3 separate regions of the Gossypium hirsutum genome follow, and all the other regions are linked to region 3. A link is a contact called in public Hi-C data. All regions are on one chromosome and are shown on one strand. Each heading gives the region's core, a stretch centred on a gene start, on an enhancer-like site or on the middle of the called end of the contact. The rest is flanking DNA. Distances are from core to core; before and after follow the strand shown. Region 1 holds the start of LOC107899214 (54S ribosomal protein L17, mitochondrial). Region 2 holds the start of LOC107899215 (60S ribosomal protein L21-1). Region 3 holds the start of LOC107899210 (carbon catabolite repressor protein 4 homolog 1).

The links. Hi-C and Micro-C count contacts between places; a contact is called where the count stands out from the background.
Region 1: a Hi-C map of leaf shows a contact between it and region 3, with 2.1 times the contacts expected there. The contact joins the promoter of LOC107899214 here to the promoter of LOC107899210 in region 3. A contact is called at or near these places in 6 of 34 Hi-C or Micro-C datasets (callus, hypocotyl and leaf).
Region 2: a contact with region 3 is called in a Hi-C map of leaf, with 2.3 times the contacts expected there. The contact joins the promoter of LOC107899215 here to the promoter of LOC107899210 in region 3. A contact is called at or near these places in 6 of 34 Hi-C or Micro-C datasets (callus and leaf).

Annotation. Positions count from the first base shown.
Region 1 is chrD04:30,999,864-31,003,729 of Gossypium_hirsutum_v2.1, forward strand. LOC107899214 (54S ribosomal protein L17, mitochondrial) reads left to right here and starts at 1,705. Exons shown (of 6, transcript XM_016824866.2): 1 at 1,705-1,929; 2 at 2,181-2,246; 3 at 2,675-2,749; 4 at 3,262-3,391; 5 at 3,467-3,586; 6 at 3,732-3,866. The coding sequence starts at 2,233.
Region 2 is chrD04:30,936,323-30,940,132 of Gossypium_hirsutum_v2.1, forward strand. LOC107899215 (60S ribosomal protein L21-1) reads left to right here and starts at 1,298. Exons shown (of 2, transcript XM_016824868.2): 1 at 1,298-1,627; 2 at 2,054-2,500. The coding sequence starts at 1,544. The coding sequence ends at 2,311.
Region 3 is chrD04:31,182,712-31,186,940 of Gossypium_hirsutum_v2.1, forward strand. LOC107899210 (carbon catabolite repressor protein 4 homolog 1) reads right to left here and starts at 1,910. Exons shown (of 12, transcript XM_016824858.2): 1 at 1,248-1,910. The coding sequence starts at 1,405.

The DNA of each region.
Region 1 (3,866 bases), core at 455-2,954, 180 kb before region 3:
TACTATGTAGTTTGATAAAGCTTTCTTTAATCTAAGTAAGATCTATTGCTATAATGTAGTAATTATTAGACATGAAGAATTGTGTGCTGTGATGATTATTTTATTTTGTTACATTCCTTTATATGTAATTTTTTCATTTATCAAATGGACTTGTATCCTTTTCTTTTTTTCTAGGGGTCTGAATAATGGAGTTTTTAACAATGAATTTTTTTTATGCAGACTTTGTTTTTTTTTTCTGGTGTAAAATAAGGGTTTAATTTGTTCTTTTTGACTCTGTCTTTAGTTAATTTGTTCTTTTTAACTTGTAGATGAGTGATCCAATTCCAAGTCGTCATATAATCATGTTTAAAAATTTTAAATAAAAATATTTTTTTTAAAATTACATAAAAATAAATAACACTAGTCATTTTTTTAATTTAACTCAAACAATTATATTCGATTCGATTTGAATTCCATCCCACTCGACACGATTCGTAAAAATTTCAAATCGAGTTAGGATGATAAAATAGGATTTGAAAACTCGATTAACTCAAAAATTTTTCATTCGGTTCAATTCGATCGAATGCTCACCCCTAGTGAGAGTTTTCTTTTAGAGTTTCATATTTGACTAGTAATAGTGGTTTATTTTTAAAAAAAAGTCCAATGTACTCATCTTTTGCTTTGATATTGTTAATTATGTAGCAAAAGAAGGTTTCTCTTTTGAGGATGTCAACAGTGTTTGAATGGGGGCTTCAATTGGTCCTTTAATTGACTTGGTCATTCATATCGACCCAAAGTATCTCTCTACAATCTCTTGATTTTGTTTGGAATAACATTGATGTGTGTTGTTTTATTTGATTATTGTTTCTTGTGTGCATGACTGTTGATGTTTATTTGGTCGTGTGTATTCCCCTCATTGAGTGTGTTAGTAATAAGTTGGGAAAGTCAAATCCATCAAGTGAAGGAAAAACTAGTTTGAAAGTAGTCGTTGAAGTCCCTTTTAGTTGAATGGGGTAAAGATAAAGTAAATAAAAAACAAGGAAAAAATAAAACATAAAAAGAAGTTTTGAAAGTTTTAACAAATAAAAGAGATAAGGTTATTTTTGTTTATTGTTTTTTTTCATTAAAATGACTATAAATGAAACCTAACTGTACATTAATATAGCTCTCCAAATGACCAGTAGACAATAAATGAAAACCCATTTTATTTTTATTGTAATTTAAAATTCTTAAACTGTTCTTTGTGATTTTTGAAATCCCCTGCTTCATCGGAGACTGATTTCAGGTATGAATGAAGGAGACTGATTTCAGGTATGAATCTTTACTTCAATTTTGTCTTTTGCCTTTTCATCTCTGTTTTTAGTTTCAGATCTGTGCTTCCTTACTTGTATTTCAGTGGGTTTTAGTTTCAGGTCTCAGTCTGGTTCTTGTTTTTGTTTGTTTATTGTCTAGTATATGTTATTTATTTTTGGATTTCTTGTTTGCCTCTGTTTAAGATGGTTGTGTTATGGTCTATTTGTTTTGTAATTTCTGCTTAGCAGAATACTGTTGGGGGTTGGGGTTTTGTGTTTGGGTCTTGCGGCATGGTAGTTTTTGGGCTTTTCTGCCTGGGTATATGGGTTTGGAGACTGAATCGTGGGTGTGGGTTTTGTGGGCTTGAGGCGTGGGTTGGGGAGCTGGGGTTTGGGGTTTTTTAGTTAAACAAAAATTAAAAATACCTAAATGAAAAGTAAAAATAAAAATAAAAAATTACTACGATACCTTCACACTGGATTTAGGTTTAAGCAGGCCTTTTCAAGTTGAGAATGCACAGATCGTTGGTTCGGCCATTCATGGGGGTGCGTGGGTTTTCCTCAACCTCCAAGAAAATTGTGGCGTCGGTATTGTTCGAGAGATTACCTGTCGTTATTCCCAAATTGGATCCTGTGGTTTATGCATTCAAGAGTTTTCGTAAGTTTTCATTCTCGTGAGAAAATCTGGGAATGTTCTATCTAGGATACCTTAGATGTCTATTGGTTAGCTCATTGATGCAAAAAGGAAGAAAAAAAGCTAAAATATTTTGCTGAAAACAACATGATTAGTGGTTTATGGCACAAAGTTATTAGCTTTTTTAGTTCAAATTTTCAGCTACTAATTGGGGTTTTATGGAAATAGATGAAACTCTTGCGATTTATTTATGTAATTGCTTTTGTTTTATGCAGCTTTCGATGGAGGCAGCAGTATTGACACAAATATCCTTATGAATTCTTGGACATGTCTAAATCTAGGCAAGTTATAAATTTGATTCAGTTATATTAGGGGCATTTATTTGTATGTTGGGTCTTTCTTTCCAGCTTAAGTGGTTACCGACTAAGCATAAAAGTTGTTTATTTTATGCATAGCAATTAAGAAAAAAAAGGAAAGCAATTGATTTATCCAAATGAATGATTTAGAGTCGTGATTCCTCTGGAGAGCTGATTTGGAGAAAACAATGTAGAGTAATTTAGGCTTAATTGTTTTCAATTGAAAAACAACAGCCTCAAAAGCAATGGAAGTTGTTCGTTTGGATACATTATGTATGTTATGCTCCTTCTCCTTGCTTTGCATTTTCAATGGGTACATGCATGACTTCAGATTTGCACATTAAGAAAAAGGTGAAGTGCAACAAAGATGATTTTAGTTTTCAGCTAATGTAGTGAATTTGTTGTATAACCAGGGGAAAAGGTGATTACCAAATTGACAACGTTCCAGCTCCAAGGATCACTGAAGCTGACAAAACGATTGACAGAAAGTAAGTTGTAGATTTCATATTGCTCATTGGAACTTAATTATCAGGAGACCGTTCTTTGTTTGGAAGAGATCGAATATGTGTTGTCAAGAACTAACAATTTTTGGGAATAACTGGCCTGAAATCTGCATTAATAATCTCTAAGAAGCTGACAAAACGAATGACGAAAGAAAGTGGTGCATTTTTAATTGTTCAGTGTAACACTTTTATCTATGGGCTATTCTTTGTTTGATAGAGATCAGATATATGTCATAAGGAACTAATAGTGTATAGGAAGAAATGATCAGAATTGGATCTCAAAGTGCTTTTCTCTTCTAGTTAAAGTATCTGTCTCCTTATTTATACATAACAGTTATGTGAACAAACAATAAACATCATCCTTAAGAAAAAAATTTCTTCCTCTCGGTGGTTGTGGCCTTGTGTGGATAAAAAGTGAAGTTAGTACATTTGAGCGACTGTTAGTAGTTTAGTACAATATTTTGATTGCGAAAGCTCTGAACTTTGTATTTGTCAAGGTCATTGCAGAGAGCACTTGATAGAAGATTGTATCTTCTTCCATATGGTAACAGTAATGCAGCTCCTAGCGGGAAACCTGTGTGGCATTTTCCAGAAAAAGTTTATGATTCAGAGGAGACGTTGCGCAAGGTAATGGTTTTTATGCATCTTGTTTCTTTTTCTTTTTTGTTTTATCAATATGACATAAATATGAAATATTTGCAGTGTGCAGAGTCTGCCTTAGCATTCGTACTCGGAGACCTCTCTCACACTTATTTTGTCGGAAATGCTCCCATGGGGCACATGGTTATACGGCAGATGGAGAATGTGCCTGAACCATTTAAGGTATTTCAAGCAAAATGGTGGTATTATTTACCTCTTATATTGATGTAATAATTGTCTTTTAGTCTTTTTAATCAAATGTCAATCTTGTTTGGATAACATACATGCACTTCACTTTTTCCTACCTTATGTTTTTACTTTCTGTCAGCGATATTTTTTCAAGTCTCAAGTGATTGATACCAACAAGTTCGATATCCAGAAGTGCGAGGATTTCGTTTGGGTGACCAAAGATGAACTCTTGGAGTATTTTCCTGAACAAGCTGAATTTTTTAAGAAGTTGATT
Region 2 (3,810 bases), core at 48-2,547, 250 kb before region 3:
TTTTGGACCAACTCATCTTGAAAGGAATAAAATATTGCGCCCTAACGCATTAGGTGTGATATTTTCTTTTTTTAAAATGAGAAAGTCTTAATAAATAATTTAATTTAACTAAGGATCGTATTTATTAATTCTCGACATTACGACACTAATTAATCAACTTGGTACCAAATTTTGAGCGTTACGAGGGTACTAATCCTTCCTCGTACGTAACTGACTTCCGAACCTGTTTTTCTAAAACTCGTAGACCAAAGTCATTCTAGGTGATCCAATCACACCTTAATAAAAGATTTGTGGCAACTCTAAATTTTCATCGACAACTAATTTTTGTTTTTTTCTAAAAATAAAAATGGTTTCGACAGTTTACATATTTTATTTATTTATTTATTATTTTTTCCTTTTTTTTCCTTTCGATATATCATTGAAATCTCAATTGCATTAGAGTATTCATTCTAAAACAAATTTTATATATGTATTGTTATATTTAAAAAATACAATGAATACCAAATGTTGCAGTTCAACTCAAAGCATATTGTGAAATATTAAATACATGAATATTATTTTTATTTAACAAAGGTAAATTTGTAAAATATTATTACATTCTTAGAAAACTATTTAGTGAATCAAATGTGTTAATGCAACTTTTTAAGGATTTTAATCAATACTAATGTCTATTAAATATTGCAAAGTAACTTTCCTAATAAATCACATTCCAAAAAACCATAAAATCATACCAGAAACCACCAAAAACCAGATAAAAGTACAGAATTTACGATTTTGAAAAGAATCAAATATCATGGCAAGCCCCCACGTTACAAAAATTGCCCAATAAGCGAGACTTATATTAATATTTTGCCTTCTAACATTATCACGTTTTGGCAATATGTTGCTCTCTTGATGCAGACCCCAGATAACAATCATATAATTCTAATATTAATCCAACTCATTTTCATTATAAAAATATTTAATATATTTATCAATAAATATTAGATGTAGTTATAAGATATGTTGTACTAAAAAAATGTAAATTCGAATCTTAAAAACATAATTATTTAGAGAAACAATCACAAACCTTAAATATAAATGGTAAAAACAACATAAAAAAATCAAAAGAAATCCATCATAATTAAATTTGTAACGAATCTAAAATGATAAAACCTGAAATAATCCAGATTGGATGGGCTTAGATGCCAGGATAGTCTCAAACAACGTGGCCAGCTTCGGCTTCTGGGCTCTGATCGACAATAATCGTCCTATGGTATATAACAAGCTAAAATAGGAACAAAAGCCCAAACGCAGAACCAGAAGGTAAAAAAGGGCCCAAAAAGCCGAAAGAAAAAGAAACCCTAGCTGCTACTACTTCAAGAAAAGGAAACCTAAGCTAAGAGATCTGTAAAAAAAACAAAAAAATGCCCGCTCTCGAACAAGGGATCTGTTTGCCAGACCCTTCAGAAAGAAGGGTTACATTTCTTTGTCCACTTACCTCAGGACGTACAAGATCGGTGGGTATGTTGATGTCAAGGTAAATGGCGCCGTTCATAAGGGCATGCCCCACAAGTTCTACCATGGCCGCACCGGTCGTGTCTGGAACGTCACCAAACGTGCCATCGGCGTTGAAGTCAACAAGCAGGTCTAATTAAACAACGCTGTTTAATGATGTTTTCTTTGTGTATTTGTGGATCTTGGCTTATGATAGTTATGGATTTTGTGTTTCATTTCATGTCTTCAGATGCCGAGTACTGATATTTTACGTAATTTTTATTAGAAAATGTTGGGTGTCTGATCCATCGACAAGCTCGTATTTCAATGAGATGATATGCACCTTAACATCAGTGTAGCATTTGTTAATTTTATGGCATGTTGGGGCTGCTTTTAACATAAAAAGATCCAAATTCACTCTTCGGGATGTGCTTAAATTTTGTCTTTGAGGTTGTGTAGGGGGCTAGTTTGATATTCTTGCCTGATTGATATTTTTAACATTTGCACTCTCATGGGATGCTCTGTTCATGTGAGATTTGAAATCTGTGTGTCCGCATTAATATGCTCAAGGTTGCAGGTCGGTAATCGGACTATAAGGAAGAGGATTCACGTGCGAGTAGAGCACGTTCAGCCTTCAAGGTGCGTTGAGGAATTCAAGCTGAGGAAGGTGAAGAATGATCAACTCAAGGCAGAGGCTAAAGCAAAGGGCGAGGTCATTAGCACCAAGAGGCAGCCAAAAGGACCCAAACCTGGTTTCATGGTAGAGGGTGCTACTTTGGAAACTGTTACTCCCATACCATATGATGTCGTTAACGATCTCAAGGGTGGTTACTAGATCTAGCTGTTGTGCGTTTGTGTGTTTTTTGGCAAACATAAGTGAACGTGGATTAGTAAAAATGGCAGTGGATAAACAGATGACTGCAAGTTGTAAGGTTTTTCACCACAGAAAGTGCATGAAATGTCAAAAAGTATATTTATCCTTTTATGAAAATAGCATCCTCTGCGGGTAACCCATTGAATTCTAGTATTTTGTTACCACTGAATGTTTTCTCTATTTAACACTTGTTCTCGTTAATTGGTTTAGATTTCCAAACTTTCAGCGCATTGCGAGTGATATTCATAGGATCCTCTGATTCTATATTTCCAAGCATTTTCTATCACTTGTTGGCACCCAGAGCCACAAGGCCTCAAATAGGCTTCCTTGTCGAGCAGACCATGATCAAAATGGCAAAGAACTGGATTGGACGATGATTTAACCCACATGTAATTATAGAATAATCTGTCCAGCAGTTCTATTGTTTGTCCTGATTTAAACTCAAACAAATAATTGTAGCCTCAGTATTTAAACTCAAACAAATAATTGGTAAATACTGAGGCTACAATTATTTGTTTGAGCATTTCCTTGGAGTTCTATTGTTTGTCCTGAGTTTACACTCTTGATTTATTTAAGCATTTCCATGTACTTCACTTTGAAAGTATAATATCTCCAAGGAAATGCTTAAATAAATCAAGAGTGTAAACTCCCAAGTGATACAAAATGAAACACTCCCTAAAACTACATTCGTCATTTACGACTCCCTTAGGCTACATTTGTTTTTTTTTTCTTCTTTTTTTGGTAGCAAATAAAATTAGTACATGACTAAATTTCCAGCAAGACTGATGTCCAAGTACCGCTTCATGCAGCAACATGTTTATGTCCTCCTCTAGTAGACTTCACACGTGATGGTGGATCTATGAGAACTATCAACTGTTTCATTCCTCCTGCCGTCTTAGCTATGCAGTCAGCAAGCATGTTACTATTTCTCAAGACATGTCTAAATTTAATAGAAAAGTAGTCGTTTTCCAAATCTAGGATCTTTAATGGGTGTTTTGTTTTCCAGATGGTCTGTAGTTTGCTAGACATAGTGAGGTATGAGATCCTTCTGCCAAGTAGCTTTACAATTATAGTCCGAGACATCCAGTAAGTGATGAATTGATGCACTCGCTCAGAGAAAGTAATGAATGGGATACCACTCGAGTTCACTGTCATTCCCTTTGCATCCAATATGGGATTGTTTGGATCAGGGGGTTTTGCCAGCCTACGCCGTACCTTCTTGGTTGATCGACCAATGCCGCCACCAACAAACAACGTTTCTCCAGTTTCAATCACTTCTAAATTGAAGTCCTATTTTAATTTATCCCAAGAAGATAGTTATATTTTAGCTTGAAATTCAAATTTGATTTATGCTGGATAATGCCTAAATTTTGAAACACTTGACTCATCTAAATTCAAAATCTTATCTCATCTATTTAACATCCCTTTAGATGGACGTTTACCCCGATGCAGTGTGTTTA
Region 3 (4,229 bases), core at 660-3,159:
AGTTGACCTAAATACCATACAAAGACTGAACAATCAATAAAATCAACTTTATATTTTACTAAACATCTTTATTATATTACTACATGTAACTGAAACCGAAACCAAAACCAAAGCTTAAAGTTCTAGGATCTTTTGTGATGAGGCAACCATTATAAATTTCAAGTTTCTATTACCTTTTCAGGAGTTTCTGGTGATTTTTGAAATAAAACTAGACTTACTTGTTCAACCCCAAGTTACTTTAAATAGCAGAAGCTTGATAATTACCAGTAGCACATTAAATGCCTTAGGAGTACCTTTCTGGTAATTCTTTCTTCCTACGATCAAATATTAAGTGTAGTTACTCTCAGTCTAAGTTGAAACGTTCTTACAAGCTTTCATAGGAGTAGTGGTGCTAGGTGGCCACAAGAATGAAAACAAAGGAAACAAATTATTGCCTTCGATGGAAGATTCTAGCTCATTGAACCTAGTTTTGTCTATGACGCATAAAGAGACAGAGCTCAATTGCAACATTCTTGACTCAAGCAGCGAAAACTAAATCCAAGTAAAACCAAACAAAATGGCATGAAACTCAATGCCATAATCAGAATCAAGAAACTACTTCTTGATCCTTCAAGAATTTAAAAAATAAACACATCACTAAACGAACAAGATAATCCAGAACACGGAGTAACAAAAACAAATTGCAATCCAGTAAAAAGCAACCACTCTATCTCCAAATGCACAGGTCGAAAAACCCAACTTATAGACCTCAATTCCACGCATCCCTTACGGAAACACTCAGACAATTTCACATATACTGTATTTACTACAAACAGTCATATATATCAAACCCCAAAACCAAACTCAAACCCCCATTGACCAAAATGAGAACTACACAAAGACCAAAACACCAAAAAGTAAAAAAAGAAAAAAGAATGAAACATAAAATCTAAGAAATTGTCTTATAATGCAAACACTTGCCACCTACAAAAAGCAGTTCACACATTTAGTAAAAAGCAATCAAATAATAACAAACCCAAAAGAACTAGCTCAAAATCCACTTGGCCAACATGACAACTAACCAAAATACATAAACCAAGAAATAATAAATAAATAAATAATAAAGGGTTTAATTGTTAATTAGCCATAAAAAAGTTCATACCACTTGAAAAGTTAAATGAAATTAGCCTAGCCATTGGCATAACCCCCGCCACCAACCAATAAAAAACCTAAAAGAAAGATTCTTCGACGGATTTAAAAACACTTACCACTTGTACCTCAAGAAGTGGCCATCAAGAGGGGCCGACTCAGGCACATCATCGGTTGTAACGGTCTTGTCAGGTCGGCGTAAGAGCACGTAAGGCGTGAGCTCGCAGCCAACAATTGGTATATCAGAAGGGAGGTGCACACGTAGCACGCTCAGCATGCTTTAACTTCTCGGGCTTCCTTGGTCGGTCACAGTTCGCAACGGTCACCACTTGGTAAACCTATCAAATCCAATCCTACACTAACAAGAGCAGCAGAGCAAGAAATGACCTCGAAATGATGCGCAATCTTATCGAGGCGGAATCCAGGCGGATCCGCCATTTACTTGACCCGAAAACCCGCCAGCCTTGACAATCGTCCTCTTTTTTTTTTCTTTTTTTTTTCCGATTAAACAAACCCTAGAAGACTTGTTGATTAATCCCAAATATAAACATGCAAGAACCAAGAACAGATCTTGTAACGGTATTTAGGGTTTTGAAATAGAGAATGATTGAAGGAATGAATCGAAGAAGAGATACAGAGAAAGAAAGGGGGGAAATGAGGAGATCGAATGATAGTTAGGGTTTTACAGAGGACATGAAAAAGGAAAGTCTTTATTTATAATATCTGTTTATTATTTATAGAGAGAAATAAATTTTTTCAAGGATAAAAATTAAAACATTTGTAATCTTTCCAGCGATATATCCATATAAAATTGAGGTAATTTTAACTTTAATATTTATTCTTAAAAAAATTAAAATTATGGCAACACATGTCTATTCATCTAAAGGAAAGTTGAGGGTGAAAAAGTCCATAAAATTGATTGTGCTAAGTAAATCCAATCGATTTAATTAATTTATATGGTAAGATAATCGGTTTAGGTTTTTTGTGTGGTGTACTTTTGGTATTCAATTTTCAAATTAATTTAAATTTATTCAAAAATTACTCATTGTCTAGACTTGTCCAAGGGTCCGATAAATCCCTCTTAACTAGGGTCAAGTTTAAACAAAAATTTTCACACCTTGGGTCGACCTGGCTTAGTTCAATTTCAACAACGAAAATTATTTTTAAATTTAATTATAAAAGTATATAAAATATCAATTAAAATATAATTTTTAATATTTTATTATTTTTTGAATAGTGAAATGGCCTTTTTGGGTAGACCAAGCTTGGCCAAAAATGAGTCTGGACTTGAAAAGTTTTTTGGAGCCGGGTCTCGACCTAGCCCGTGGACACTTCTACCGTAACCCCACCCCAATAAGGGATGACAACGGTGTGAGGCAGGATGAATTTTTGCCTATCTCAACCCAAACCTGAAGTTTGACCAATTTGCCCCGACCTGATCCCGAGTCTTAAGAAAAAACTCACCCTAAACCCGAACTTAAAATTTAATAAAATTCCTAACTCCATCTCGATCCAACCCGAAATTAATTTAATTATTTTATTTTTTATTTAGAAGCAGATAAGAATAATTTTTTAATTTAGACTTAAATATTAATATATTTATTTTTTTATATATGTATTTATTGAAAGCAAATATTTAGTATATGTATATATTAGGGGCAATTTTTTGTAAATATCTCAGGGCAAGGCAAAGCGGATTTACCTCAAATCCAATCTCAACACGACTATTTTTATAGTTTCACCCATTTGAATCCTCCTATTTTTCAAAAAAAAAATCCGACCCTCATGGATCGGGTTGGGCCGAAACCTGTCAAATTCAATTTTTTTTGCCATCTTTAATCCCAACTCTTAAATAGGAAGATAAGTGTGCTTCAATGTGCTTGAACTCACATTCTCTTGTACCGACAATAATGACGATGCCAGCTGAGCTAAGACTCAATCAACAAAAGTAATTTAATTTAATTCAACTAATTTTAAAAGAATTCGATTGGTGATTAAATCAACTGCATTATCAATTTTCAATTCAACCAATTTAACTAGTTAAACCATCTATTCAATAAGGGATAAATCCCAAAACTATACATAAACTATGGTTTAATATACAATTGTATACATGAACTTTGATTTTGTGCAATTATACATAAAATTTTGATTTGATCCAATTCTTGTAAATTATTAACACAATTATTGATATAACATCATTTTATGTTTATATATTGCATGCATAAATAATTATATTTATCTAATATAAAAATAAATTGATGTATTTATTTCTTTAAATATGTATAATTAAATCAAAATTAAAGTTTCAAGTATACATTTGAACAGCAATTAGAGTTTCACGTGTATAATAACATGATCCGCAAATTAAAATTCATGTATATAACTACACATTAAATCAAAGTTCATATATAATTACTTATCTCATTCAATAATTACAAAATAAAAAGTTTCAAAAAAATATAAAAATATATATAAATAAAAAATCCCAATAATAATAACATGACCGGCAAATAAAATTTATTTTCTCTTGTCCATTTATTTTGCTGATTTGAACCAAATTTCATCTGAATGATAATTCATTGATTGATTGATAAAAATACAACAATTTACCGAATCATAAGTTTTATCAATAAACTTTTAATTAATTATTAGGTAAAATTAACAAATTAGTTATTATAGATTAAATGAATTGGACTTTTTATTAAAAATTTCAATAATTTTTATTATTAATAATGATGTGGCTGACAAAGTAACCAAACAACGACACTGATATGCCACATGTACCTCATATTGATATGGCATTGTTGTTATGTTAGCAAATATTTAAAAAATAAAAATTTCTAAAAGTTAAATAAATTTTTAATTATTATTTAAAAAAAACATACATGTTTATTTTGAATGTGGTTTTTTAAATAATTATAAAATTATAAAAAAGCATTAAAAATATAATTCTTAATATTTTTAAAATAATTTTTATAATTATTTAATAATATGGACAAATGATTATTCTAAATTCATTCTAGCCCAAACAATTATTGTCCAAGTTCATCATAGACATTGCTTTTACTATTTTTATTTTTATGAATTTTTAATAATTT